3 separate regions of the Mus musculus genome follow, and regions 2 and 3 are each linked to region 1. The links are chromatin contacts, called in public Hi-C and promoter capture Hi-C maps. All regions are on one chromosome and are shown on one strand. The core of a region is the stretch at or near the end of the contact, and the rest is flanking DNA. Distances in the headings are between cores, read along the strand shown. Region 1 has its middle 300 kb from the start of Gm46220. Region 2 has its middle 68 kb from the start of Gm26535. Region 3 has its middle 59 kb from the start of Gm31330.

Region 1 (4,044 bases), core at 907-3,406:
TTCTACTTCCACAGCGATAAGCCACACCTATTCAGACAAATTCCACGCTCCCTTAATAGTACCATGTCCTGTGACCAAGCATGCAAACACATGAATATATGGGAGCCATTCCTATTTAAACCATCTCAGTGTGCACACATATATCCATGCAAGTGTGCTTGTAGAAGCCATATGTCAACTCTGGATGTCTTCCTCAGTTCTCCTAAGCTTATTTTTTGAGACGAGGCTCCTTGCTGAACTTGTAGCTCACTGATTCGATGATATTGCTGGCCTGTGAGTGGCTCTTCTGCCTCTCTCTCTACCCAGTATTTCCACTTACAGTTTTTTGTTTGATTTTCAATGTGTTTACATAGTACATACTTAGTACATTTAGCCACTGTCTAGTTTGTTTCAGTGGTTCTGATCAAACACCCTGAAAAAAAGCACTATTGGTAAGAAATGGGTTTATTTCACTGTACCATTCTGGGTTAGAGTCCATCATAGAAGAATGGTCACAGTGGCAGAAGCTTCAGTCTACTATTTATATATACAGTCAACAACAACAACTAAAAGAGATGAATGTGTGATCTTGCAATCCAGCTTTCTCTATTATTTTACATTCATGACCCTCAAGCAGGGAATGGTGTCACACACTTTCAGATTGGGTCTTCCCAAATAAATTAAGACAATTGAGACAATTGCCCAACAAACAAGCCAGCAGGGCCACCTGTTTTACAATCCCTCATCCAGACTCGCTTCCCAGGTGTTTCTAGGTTTTGCTTGTTTGTTTGATTGTTTCTGGTTGACAAGCTAACCATCACACTCACTGAGTCATGCTCCCAGCCCAGTGTTCTTCACCAGGTTAAGAGTGTTTAAAGAACAGAGGACACAAATTTTCTCTTTTCAAGTATGTTGCCATGTCTTTTATATACTAAGTAGCCAAAAAAAAACTATTAAATATTTAATGAGAGGTCCTTAGATGGACATCTCTCACCAGACTGTGCCCTTCTTTTCAATTTACAACCAGTTCTCAAAGTCAGAAACACAATGCAACAAAATGGTAATATTTAAATTCTATCTGAATGACATTTTCTTCTAATCAAAATTATCTTTTTAATGAAAGGGTAATTTCTTAAATATGTCAAGTAAACTAAATTTTGATGAACATAAAATATGAGCATAGTTTTCTATGAAAAATTACAAATGTATGGCTTACAGGAAGTGAGCACATATCAATACAACAATAAGAACATTAATAATTCATAAAAGATGTTGCTCAGTGTTTTATAGCATCTCTCCTACTAAGTCAACTGTGGTGTTACAGATAATACTTGGAAGCAGATACATGTGGACTCATGAGCAGTGATGGTGATATCTCACAGTATCCTGTTCTCAGATGCAAAGCAGATCCAAAACCAAATAGATATGGGTTACTCATCCTGCAGGAGGTAAGTGCAACATGTAGAGCCATTGAAAATAGCCTCAGACTCTTTCTTCAATGTGTTTATCAAATCTGATCTTGAGACATAATACTCATTAATTTCATCCTGTCTTCATGTCTTAATTGCCACTCTACTTCTTTTAATATTTATATGACAGAAGTCCTTGATCCTGTACTAACTGACAAAAAGCTTCTGCCAAGAATAACTCATCACATAGGGGCATTGTCTGGTTTGTCCAAAAAGTGGACTGCATTTATCGATGGGCAATGCCTTCTCATCATATTGCGTTATTGTCATGTTCAGAAAATAAATCATATAGATGACCTTGTTGTCTCAGGGTTGCTGTCTAAATGCTTCACCCTCAGTTGTACTCCATACTATGAGCACTGTTTCTGTCTAGCTGCAAAACTCACAGATGTTACTTAAAGACACACACTGTGAAGTATGACTCTACCACCTTTGACTTTCTGCAGAATCAGACAACAAAAAGACAAGCAATCAAGTAGGAAAAATAGTGTGAACACTATCTTCTTTCAATGGTTATACACATAAATATTGTTAGTCTGGTGAAGTTGCCAAACCAAAGTTTTATAACTAATAAACTAAGTCAGGGGTTTGCATCCAAAATGGATCCTTTGGGAAGAACAAGGGCTTAATACTTCACTCAGCAGTTGTTATCTTAGACAAGTCAGGAAGAGAAAGGATGTGATCTGATGAATTGTGCTTCCAGATGGTTTGCAGAAGTTGCTGCCGGCCAGTAAGGCAGAAATAAATACATTGGTCGAGACATACAAGATAAGACAGCTGAACTGGATGGATTTTGCAAGATGTCAGGTCTTAAAATTGTGCAGAAGATAACAGTTGGAATGAATACACACACACACATACATATTTCCTCACACAAAAGATGCCTAAGGTCTAAGTTTGGTCAAATTCGAAGCTTTATGATGTATAAAACTTACATATGGAACTTATAAATGGAACTACTCTGTCATTAGGCAAAATGTAACTGAGATCTGTCTAGATGGATAGTATGTGGTTTCTTCACAGGATTCTGTTTAGTAAAAACATCATCGTTTATATCAGTAATATTGTTCCAATAAAAGAATGTAAAGATTATTTTGGAAAAATCTTTGTTTGTGAGCTGCTGGCTAGATAGCAGAACATGTACATGAAACCTATAAAAAACTAAAAATATTTTATTTCAATTTTATCTTTGTTTTCATTGAATAACTAAAGACAAACATGTGACTTAAAACAAGCTAAACACAAACATATCATTCGATCTTAAAGCAAGCTGTGTTGTAATTTGATCAGTGTTAGGTAAGAGGGTTATATGTTAGGAAGAACAATCTGTTCCAAATACAGAATTCTTAGAGGGAAATATTCATTTTGTATCTTTGATGCTTCACAATAACATTTATAGTGCCAGTAGGCAATTAATGACTACCTGGTACTTTCAATGAAATCATTTTAAGTGTGTCACATATAGAATTGAAAGTACTAAAAGATAAAATTCTACTTTTATAGAATTTAATTTGGATATTTGGAAAGCTGCTTCACTAATATAAATTTGTTAAATGATATCAAACAAATATCTAATATCAAGGAAAATGATTTATCTTCCTTTTTATTAACTGTAAAACTAAATCATAAAAGTGTTAGATAATGTGTAATTGGCCATATGACTGCAATAAAAGTACAGTATGATCCTTGTTGTGAGCGAGTGTATCAAAAGCCTGAAATTGCAAAACTGGATAAAATAGGCTACTGTGAAATGCCTGAATTGTGTGTCCATAGAGGGAAACATCAGTACAAACTGATGTTTAATTGTGGAGTTTAGTAGATATTTTCCCCCAGTGGCATTTAAAAGGCACACAAACCTGGAACACAAGGAAAAGATGTGTTTGGCTGAAAGGAGAGCATAAAAAATGTAGACTGTGGATGCAACTCAGTGGCTGGAGCAGCAAGGAGTTTAGGCCACACATCTATGGATTGGAGAACAAATACCAAGCAAGCCAAAATGCCAAAACTAGTAAGCTAGGGTCCTAGGATCAGGTCTGGAAAAGCTCTTTATGACAGCAGGAAGCCTGAATTTATTCTTAGGAATATTGAAAATCACTTAAATATTTTGAGAATAAGGTAACAATAAAATTTTATTAGCCTCAATTAAAGTTAATCTAAATATTACCAAGGAATTAGGTATTCTCTCTCTACTTATAGGCTAGGTCTAGGAAAAATAAGTAGAAATCTTATAAGAAGGAACATGTAGCAATTTGATCTAAGTACGGCACAGGGAAATTTAAAGTGTACAAAATCTTTATTATTAATTGGAAAAATCTTGTCTTAAATTCTATTATAGAGGACAAAAATCAAGAAGATCAAACAGATATATGAAAAAATAATATGTGATTCTAGATGCTTAAGCAGTATAAATTAGCAAATAATGGCATATTCTTGCTGAAGAAGGTCAACCCGCAAGGCCATTGTTAGAGTTAAATGACAAGGCCCCATACCATTCATTACTCACTGTATCAGCATTGTTGCTGCTCTCACCAACGTTTATGATCTCGTCATCTTAAATGAATCATATACTGTATATTTCCACCATTCTCAAGGCTCC
Region 2 (4,044 bases), core at 910-3,409, 510 kb after region 1:
AAAATAAAGTATATCATTAAAAGTAATTTTACCTGTTTCTTATTCCTTCTTAGTGCAGATGTGGTTTAAATTGTTTTTTGGATTGAATGTCTATTGGACTACACTAGTCTAGTTGCTAATTTTATCATCTAAATAGGATATTTTCTCATTCTATTATTGCTTATTTATTACTTATATCTCTTCCCCTCTAGGAAATAAAATGATATACATATCATGTCATAGGCTGTTGACTCAACAATGTATAAAGTAACTGTAAAATATTACAATATTAAATGAAATTACATGTATTATGAAGGATCCTTTGTGGGAAGGCCACTTTAGCTCTTGCTTTTGAGAAATTATATCTGGCATGTAAATAAATGTCGGGATACTTAAATGAATGATACTAAATGATATGTGTCAAGAGGTTGATCATTGTTAATCTTTGGGAAAACTACCACCACCACCACCACCACCACCACCACCACCACCACACATATGTAAGAAAACTTTGGAACAACTTAATAGATATATTCAGATTTAGTTTATGGCTTTTCCCATTGTTCTCTTCCTCTTCTGTTTTGTTGTTGTTGTTGTTGTTGTTGTTGTTTTTTTTTTTTTTTTTTTTTTGAGACAAGATGTCACTCTACACCCCAGACTGGAGTCAAACTGGTGGCCGTTGCCTGCTTCAGCCACCTGAATACACTGTAAAGACACAGGCCTCTGGCTTCACATTGCTTTGTTTTGCTTTTCAAAGGAAAATAACTTCATTTACACTGCAAAGAGGGTACTGAGAACTCCAGGAGGAAAAGGAACCACCTGCCACTGTCCTCACAAGCTGGATATCTCATTGTTAAGTCACTTGTCTCAAAAATGGCCAGACTGTGCCCACTGCTCACTCCCATGCTGCCAGTTTAGTTCAAGTCACCCACTTAGAAATAAATATACTTCAAATGATGTTTTTCTTCTGTTTAGGACCATTCAATGACCTCACTGCACACACTAAATGCCAAAGCTTTAATGGCTTATTTCCCCATGCCCCGAGTAATTGGCCCTCAATCCCACTAAAGTTTTCCCTTGCTCAATGCTATCTTTAAGGCAATGGTTCTCAACATGTGACATGCAACCCCGTTGGGAGTGGAACAGCCTTTCACAGGGGCACATGTCAGATTCTCGCATTTGTTCAAATTGCTCTGCTGATGGATAATGAAGCATTCTTTAGAAAGGACCTTCCCTAGACAGTCATCATTTGGGAGGCAGAGGCAGGTAGATCTCTATAAGTCCCAAGGCTAGGCTGGCCTGCTCTACATAGCAAGTTCTGGGACAACCAAGGGCTATGTGGAGAGACCTTGTCTCAAAAAGCAAAAACAAACAAGAAAATTTCCCTTCCCTGAATGCACTTTTGCTTAAGAGAAAGTAAACCAACCCAGACAAAGGGATTCCTGATCACCTTTATCTTCTTATCTCTCATGTAGTGCTAACTTCATCCCCTTGCCACTGGGACATGAAATGACCTTCAGTAAAGACATGCCACTAACTTAACCCCCAAAACTCTTCATAGACAGGATTTCTTATTTTGTTCTCTCTTTGAATAAACACTCAAAACCTCCACTGAGGCTCTTAAGCTTCGCTGGAATCAACTTACTGGGTAAGAATGAATCTAATTGTTATGCTGGCTTCCATGTCAGCAAAATAACAGATGTACAGTATAATAGAGGAGAAAAGAACGTGACTGTTGGATTGTTCAAGCAGGTGCTACATGAAAAAAACATCACATGGAACTTTCTCAAGTGCATTTGGAAACAGCTGGAAAGTAGCCAGGAGGAGAGCCCTGACTCAAACCCCAGGACATCCAGTTGTGAGCTGGGATTAGACAGGGACAGCTGAGTCAAGGAGCACACTGGCACCTTCAGCTTTGTATTCCTCCCTTGCCCTGCGACAGAGGCACCAAGGAGCACAGTCCCTGAGGAGACACGCTCTTGCAGAGTCCAGCTGCCTGCGTCGCTTTCAGAGAGCACCAGATAACACTTGCAGAATGGTCAGAGGGGGAAGGCAAGTTACCATGGTTCTCTAGCTATTATTGCATCCAGCCCATAGTGGGATGGAAATAAGTGCACATGTTCAAAAAGGCCCTTTGGGAAAGATCAGGGGCCTACACTGGGACACAATGGTAGGCTTTGTTGCAGAGAAAGGCTTTGGTCTGGCAAGTAACAGCAGTCCCGCTGGACACTGGGTTCACTAGGCAAACTGTATGCAGGGATTGCATCCTTAGAAACAGCAGGCATTTATTGTAATTAAAAGGCTGGAGATATGGTTCAGTCAGAAAATTGTTTGCTTTGCAAACATGCAGACCTGAGTTCCATCCATAGAAATTACATCATCATCATCATCATCACCATCATCATCATCATCATAGCTGTCCTAGAGACAGCAGGTAGAACCTGCTGGTTTCAATTGTATACCTCTGTGTGCTGCTGCTCATGCCCACAGAGGTATAAGGTGATCCCAGAAACACAAGTCACTCCAGTTGGGGTTGCCCATGGCAAAGCTCAATAAAAACACAAGAAAGAGGAGGACAGAAAAATGTGGGAGAATGAGAAAGAAATGAAAAGTGAATAGCCACCAGCTTTAATTTGCTAAAGAAATTCTGTCCTTTCCTGCTCTGCTCTGCACCCAGCAAGCTCACATCTAGAATATGGCTCCCTTCAGACTTACATCCTGCCTTGATATATAAATTATTTGGAGGAAAAATTCTTAGAGTCAAGGTTAACAAAAAACAGCTGTGAAATAAACCCTGAGCCGTGTCCTAGATCTCTCCTAGTATGCAGAGTCTCCTCTCTGTTTTGAAGAGTCAGCACATCCAGAAGGGGTGGACAGAGGCAGAACTTGGCAAAGTCTCTGGAATGTGAGAAGAGTTCAGGGCTACATCAGACGGGCAAGGGAGAGGAAGCAACTGAAGACATCCTGTCTAAAATGCTGCTTCTCTCTTGAATGTTTCCATCTAGCTAATAGGTACAGTAGTTCTCTCTGTCTCTCTCAACCCTTCTCTGCTTCTCTCTCTCTCTCTCTCTCTCTCTCTCTCGTTCACCCTCATGAGTGTGTGTGTGTGTGTGTGTGTGTGTGTGTGTGTGTGTGTGTGTGTATGTGTGTCAACCCCAGGTTGATCTGGGACAACATAATCAAAGAGGACACTGGACTCCTGCCTCCACCTCCCACATGCTGGAATTACCAATTATCAATTTTCAGCACCATCTCCTCTTTCCCTCTCCCTCTCCCATCCCTGTCTTCCTCTCTCACCTCTACCTCTGCTTCTCTGGACTGTGGCCCTGCTACCAGAAGCTAACTCAGAACAGTACTCATGCCAGGACATGTCGGCTATGTAGTATTTTCTGTCAGAAAGTTAGAGAAGTAAGAGCTAGAAGTTTGTGGGGCAACGAGGAAGCCTAGAGACACCCACAGAGAAGGCAGTGGAGCGCTTAAGCCACAGAGTTCATGAGCTGGCGAGAGTGAGAAAGAGAGAAACTGGGGCTGCCAAATGGAAACAGTCACCCTGGGGCTGGGGTTGTGGCTCAGAGGTAGAGTGCATGCTTAGCATGAATTTGGGGTTTCAACCCAAAAGCACACCTCTCTCTCTCTCTCTCTCTCTCTCTCTCTCTCTCTCTCTCTCTCTCTCTCTCTCACACACACACACACACACACACACACCTACCTGCGAGATGCTCCAATGTGTTAACTACCCACAGAGACATTAAACCATTAACTGTTTTCAAAGTGTGCCTACTGCACTATTATATAAAGATCATTCTCCCTCTTAGTCTGTGGGTGCTATTCCACATGCCTGCCTAGTGGCCTATGGTCACGCTTTCCCACCATCCCCACTTTTAAAATAGGAAAGCACAGAATCAAAGTAGTTGAGTGCCTCTGCAAAGTGCACACATCGAAGGACTTCTGAAGGGGCTAGGTCTTAAACCCATAGATTAACATAGCTGCCAATCACATTCCAGGTCTTCGGGTGGCAGGTAAAGAATTCTTCTTCATCCTTAACCTCTCCTGTAACTTTAATTT
Region 3 (4,044 bases), core at 926-3,425, 270 kb after region 1:
CCTGCCACTGGGCCCTGTTGAGTATGAGAAATATGCAAAGCATATGGCTTTCCATAGCACAAACTAATATGCCACTGCTTTAATCAGCAGCAGTAATGAAATGAAAATTAAAATTAAAAAAAAAAAAAAAACAAATCACAGGTGCAACCTGAGCATGCAGAAAAGAAACGACAAGGTAGCATTACTTTCCTAATGCTGCCATCACTAGCTCCCTGTCAGTAGTTCTCAACCTGTGGGGAGTTGAAACGGCCCTTTCACAGAGGTTGCATAAGATCACCAGAAAATGCAGACATTTACATTACAGTCCATAACAGTAGCAAAATTATACTTCTGAAGTAGCAAGGGAAATGATTTTGATGGTGAGGTGGTCATCACAACCTGTGGAACTGTATTAAAGGGTCACAGTGTTTGAAATGTTAAGAACCACTCCTATGAGCTAATAGGCTCAGCAATATACTGTTACCATCCCATAGTTCTCTATGTTCAACACATTCTGATGGGGCCAAAATAGCAATGTGTGTGCAGGTGTGTTTTTCCTTATGGAATGTCCAGAAAAAAAAACAATCTGGGTTTTTGGCCATTTTCAGTTTTTAGAGACCACCTATAATTCCTCGGCTCTCATCCCTTTCCTTCTATTTTCAAAGCCAGCAATGGCCATTGGAGTTCTCCCACTGCAATGCTCTCGCAGCTTCTGGGGCCTCTCTTTGGTACTTTTGAGAGCTTGCATTGCATACACTAGCAAGATTTCGCTGAAAGGACCCAGATATAGCTCTCTCTTGTGAGACTATGCCGGGGCCTAGCAAACACAGAAGTGGATGATCACAGTCAGCTATTGGATAGGTCACACGGCCCCTAATGGAGGAGCTAGAGAAATTACCCAAGGAGCTAAAGGGAACTGCAACCCTATAGGTGGAACAACAATATGAACTAACCAGTACCCAGGAGCTCTTGTCTTTAGCTGCATATGTATCAAAAGATGGCCTAGTTGGCCATCACTGCAAAGAGAGGCCCATTGGACTTGCAAACTTTATATACCCCAGTACAGGGGAACGCCAGGGCCAAAAAGGGAGAGTGGGTGGGTAGGGGATTGGGGGGGTTGGTATGGGGGACCTTTGGGATAGCATTGAAAATGTAAACGAGGAAAATACCTAATTAAAAAAAAAGAGAGCTTGTAAATTTTATTGAAACAATGGGTGACCAGTGTCACAGCCTTCCATATAGCCTAGCCTATTTTTAGTTTCCAGATATTAGGACATGAGCATGTTTGGAGGGAAGAGAATACTGCTGTTGTTGAAAAATACTACCTTCTGCCTTACATTTTACCAGGCAATTTGGCAAAAATAATTTAAGGTCAGTATATATACTTATTTAGCATTAAAAAGCCTGAGAAATTTTAAATTATCATTCTACCTGATGAAATCAGATGCCCCAAGGAAGAAATGTTTATGTTAACAAGAAATTTAACAAAAAGTAAGTGAAAGAAAATAAAATTTAGAGCAGATTAATAGACAGACAAACAGACAGAAGAGAAATGATTAGATAGATAGATGGATAGATAGATAGATAGATAGATAGATAGATAGATAGATAGATAGATAGTCATTTTTATAAAGCAAACAAAGCAAATCTAAGAAAAAAACACACATCACTGTACTGAGAATAAGAACAGGGTGAAAAATCATCAGAAACTGGAATGAGAATGCCCAGAGGAATAGAGAAAATAGAGAATACTGGAATGCGGTAGTGCTTACCTTACTGTATAATTTACTAAAACGTCATTACATTTTTATTTATTATGATAGGTGTGTTTGATGTTATTTAGTTAAATGTTAATAAAGCAACCCACAGCAAGAGCAAATGAAATTTACTTTGGAAGGTATCTGGTCAAGAACCACTGCTCATTATGAAGACAGAACAAATACCCACCCTCTCTGTAGTCCTTCATCTCATTCCAGTTCAGGAAACCAAGAGATAGCCTAGTTTCTGCTGTTTGTGAAGTAACAATCTCAAATATGGAAGATGAAGACAAGTGAATAATACTCTCACATGACCCAAGCTTCTAGTCCAGCTCTAAAAATGAGTCACGAAGGGAGCCTTTCCCTCATGAACATGTTTAAGGAAAAGCTATGTGCTTGGTTTAGCATAATTGACCACAATAATTACAGTGCATGAGGATTTATGTTGTATTTTTAAGACTGCCAGGTCTGGAGGGCAAAGGGGAATTCATTGTGGAGTGGGAGCAGGGTTCATAGCTTGAAATCCACAAAAAGTCATGCACATTTTTTAAATGTTACAAACTAGCAATTATGGGCTGCAGAAGTATTTGTGCTTGTTCAGAGGTTCCATGGGGAAAATAGGAAGATGTTCATCTTCTCAATAAATTCAGCTCTAAGGAAAAGTGTTACATTGTCAAATATACTTTTATGATTAGCCTCATCTCCAGGAATGGGGTACAGACAGGCCCACCCTTTAAGAGAACCCAAGTCTTTTCTAAAGCTAGGGAGAATGAAGGTATGATTTATATTCTTAAAAAGGGAATAAAATGAAGGTATGATTTAATCTGAATGCTAAATATTATTGGTAGTCAGATTTATATCACACATTAGTCACTGATTTTATTTCAGACCAGTAATAATAAAACAAAAGCCTCTTTGTGTTCCTACAGAGCAAGTTTATCTCCCAGGCTACTTGTCCATACACTGTTAATTTTACCAATTATCAAAACAAGAGAATAAGAAAGTCATTAATTCAACCCCGATTGGAGCATAGGATAGGTATAAAGACTCCCTCAGATCAGAATCATGAAGTAACTATCCTACCATTGCTGTGAGACAAAAGCTTTGTAATTTAAGCTTACTTCATAGGTCATTGTAGTATTGGCAGGTAGTCCTTACAAATGAAAACTTTCTGTTTTAAAACTTTTCAGCTTCTTTCTCTCAACGTGAATAAAAACACAAAGAAACAGGAGAGTGGGGCATGGGTGGCACATGTTTTTAATCCCCACACGTGGGAGAAAGAGGCAGGCAGTTCTTTATGCTTTTGAGGCTATTCTGGTCTACTCAACCAGGATAGGCAGGGCTGCATAGAGAGACCCTCCCCTGAGAGAGAGAGAGAGAGAGAGAGAGAGAGAGAGAGAGAGAGAGAGAGAGGCAGAGACAGACAGAAACAGACAGACAGAGAGACAGAGACAGACAGACAGGCAGGCAGGCAGGCAGGCAGGCAGGCAGGATAATTTTTTACTATGCAACTAAATCCTCTGGTAGCTATGGGATCTTTGAGAAAGACAGTTTCAAGAGCATTCACAAATGCTAAACATTCAGTCTCTTTCTTCCACAATTAAGCAAATAAAGAAACTAAGCTCACAGTGTGTGGGGGGGTGGGGGAGTCCTATGGATGAGGTCACAGTGAGCCCCAATTGTTCATCTAAGGAGCTCTGTATGTTGTGTTTTTAGTGTCTCCATGACACCTGAGGTTCCTTGATAAGGCTAGATTGGCAGGCCAGTGAGTCCTGGGAATCTGTCTCTGCCTCCTCACCAATCGGGTGAGGAGCACAGGAACAGCACAGCAGGCTTCCTTACTGGGGTACTGGGGCCTGTGCTCTGGTCTTCGTGCTCATATTAAAAGCACTTTGCAGACTGAGCTATCTCTCCAGTCCTCTTGCTGGTGTTTTATACTGAAAAACTTCAACAGCTATCTGAATCTGATTTTAACCCATCCTGTCCTTAATCAAATTATGTCAACTCTTATTAAAGCCAGGAGGATAATACCTACACATAAGCCTTAAGCAACCACTACACAAGCAATAATAAAGTAGATCAGAGGATAAACATTGACTGAGCAAAATTTAGTTTTGTGGGATTCATATAATAACACCACCACCTACTTCCACCAGCGTCAAGATTTTATGCCTACGCTGACTTCTGGGAGATACTGAATTCTTACTCCCCAAATATTCTAAAGTGTGTAACAAAATAAAATTCACACACTTTGCTTATGTGTTTGGATCTTTGAATTGCCCAACCCTCACAGAACCCTTCCAAATAA

What was found. Promoter capture Hi-C pulls out the DNA fragments that hold promoters and counts their contacts. A called contact is a pair of places that touch in the nucleus more often than the background predicts.
Region 2: a contact with region 1 is called in a Hi-C map of the 3T3-L1 cell line, with 4 times the contacts expected there. The contact joins two enhancer-like sites.
Region 3: a contact with region 1 is called in a promoter capture Hi-C map of the 3T3-L1 cell line, with 5 times the contacts expected there. The contact joins two enhancer-like sites. A contact is called at or near these places in 1 of 39 promoter capture datasets (the 3T3-L1 cell line) and 1 of 15 datasets of contacts at CTCF or cohesin (the NIH/3T3 cell line).

Annotation. Positions count from the first base shown.
Region 1 is chr10:37,758,938-37,762,981 of GRCm38.p6, reverse strand. No RefSeq gene overlaps it. Among named protein-coding and RNA genes, the nearest start is that of Gm46220, 300 kb to the left of the region's middle. Within about 2 kb of position 2,156, at least 1 of the 459 cell types and tissues checked has an H3K27ac peak or open chromatin away from gene starts, as enhancers often do.
Region 2 is chr10:37,249,101-37,253,144 of GRCm38.p6, reverse strand. No RefSeq gene overlaps it. Among named protein-coding and RNA genes, the nearest start is that of Gm26535, 68 kb to the left of the region's middle. Within about 2 kb of position 2,159, at least 80 of the 459 cell types and tissues checked have an H3K27ac peak or open chromatin away from gene starts, as enhancers often do.
Region 3 is chr10:37,493,737-37,497,780 of GRCm38.p6, reverse strand. No RefSeq gene overlaps it. Among named protein-coding and RNA genes, the nearest start is that of Gm31330, 59 kb to the right of the region's middle. Within about 2 kb of position 2,175, at least 21 of the 459 cell types and tissues checked have an H3K27ac peak or open chromatin away from gene starts, as enhancers often do.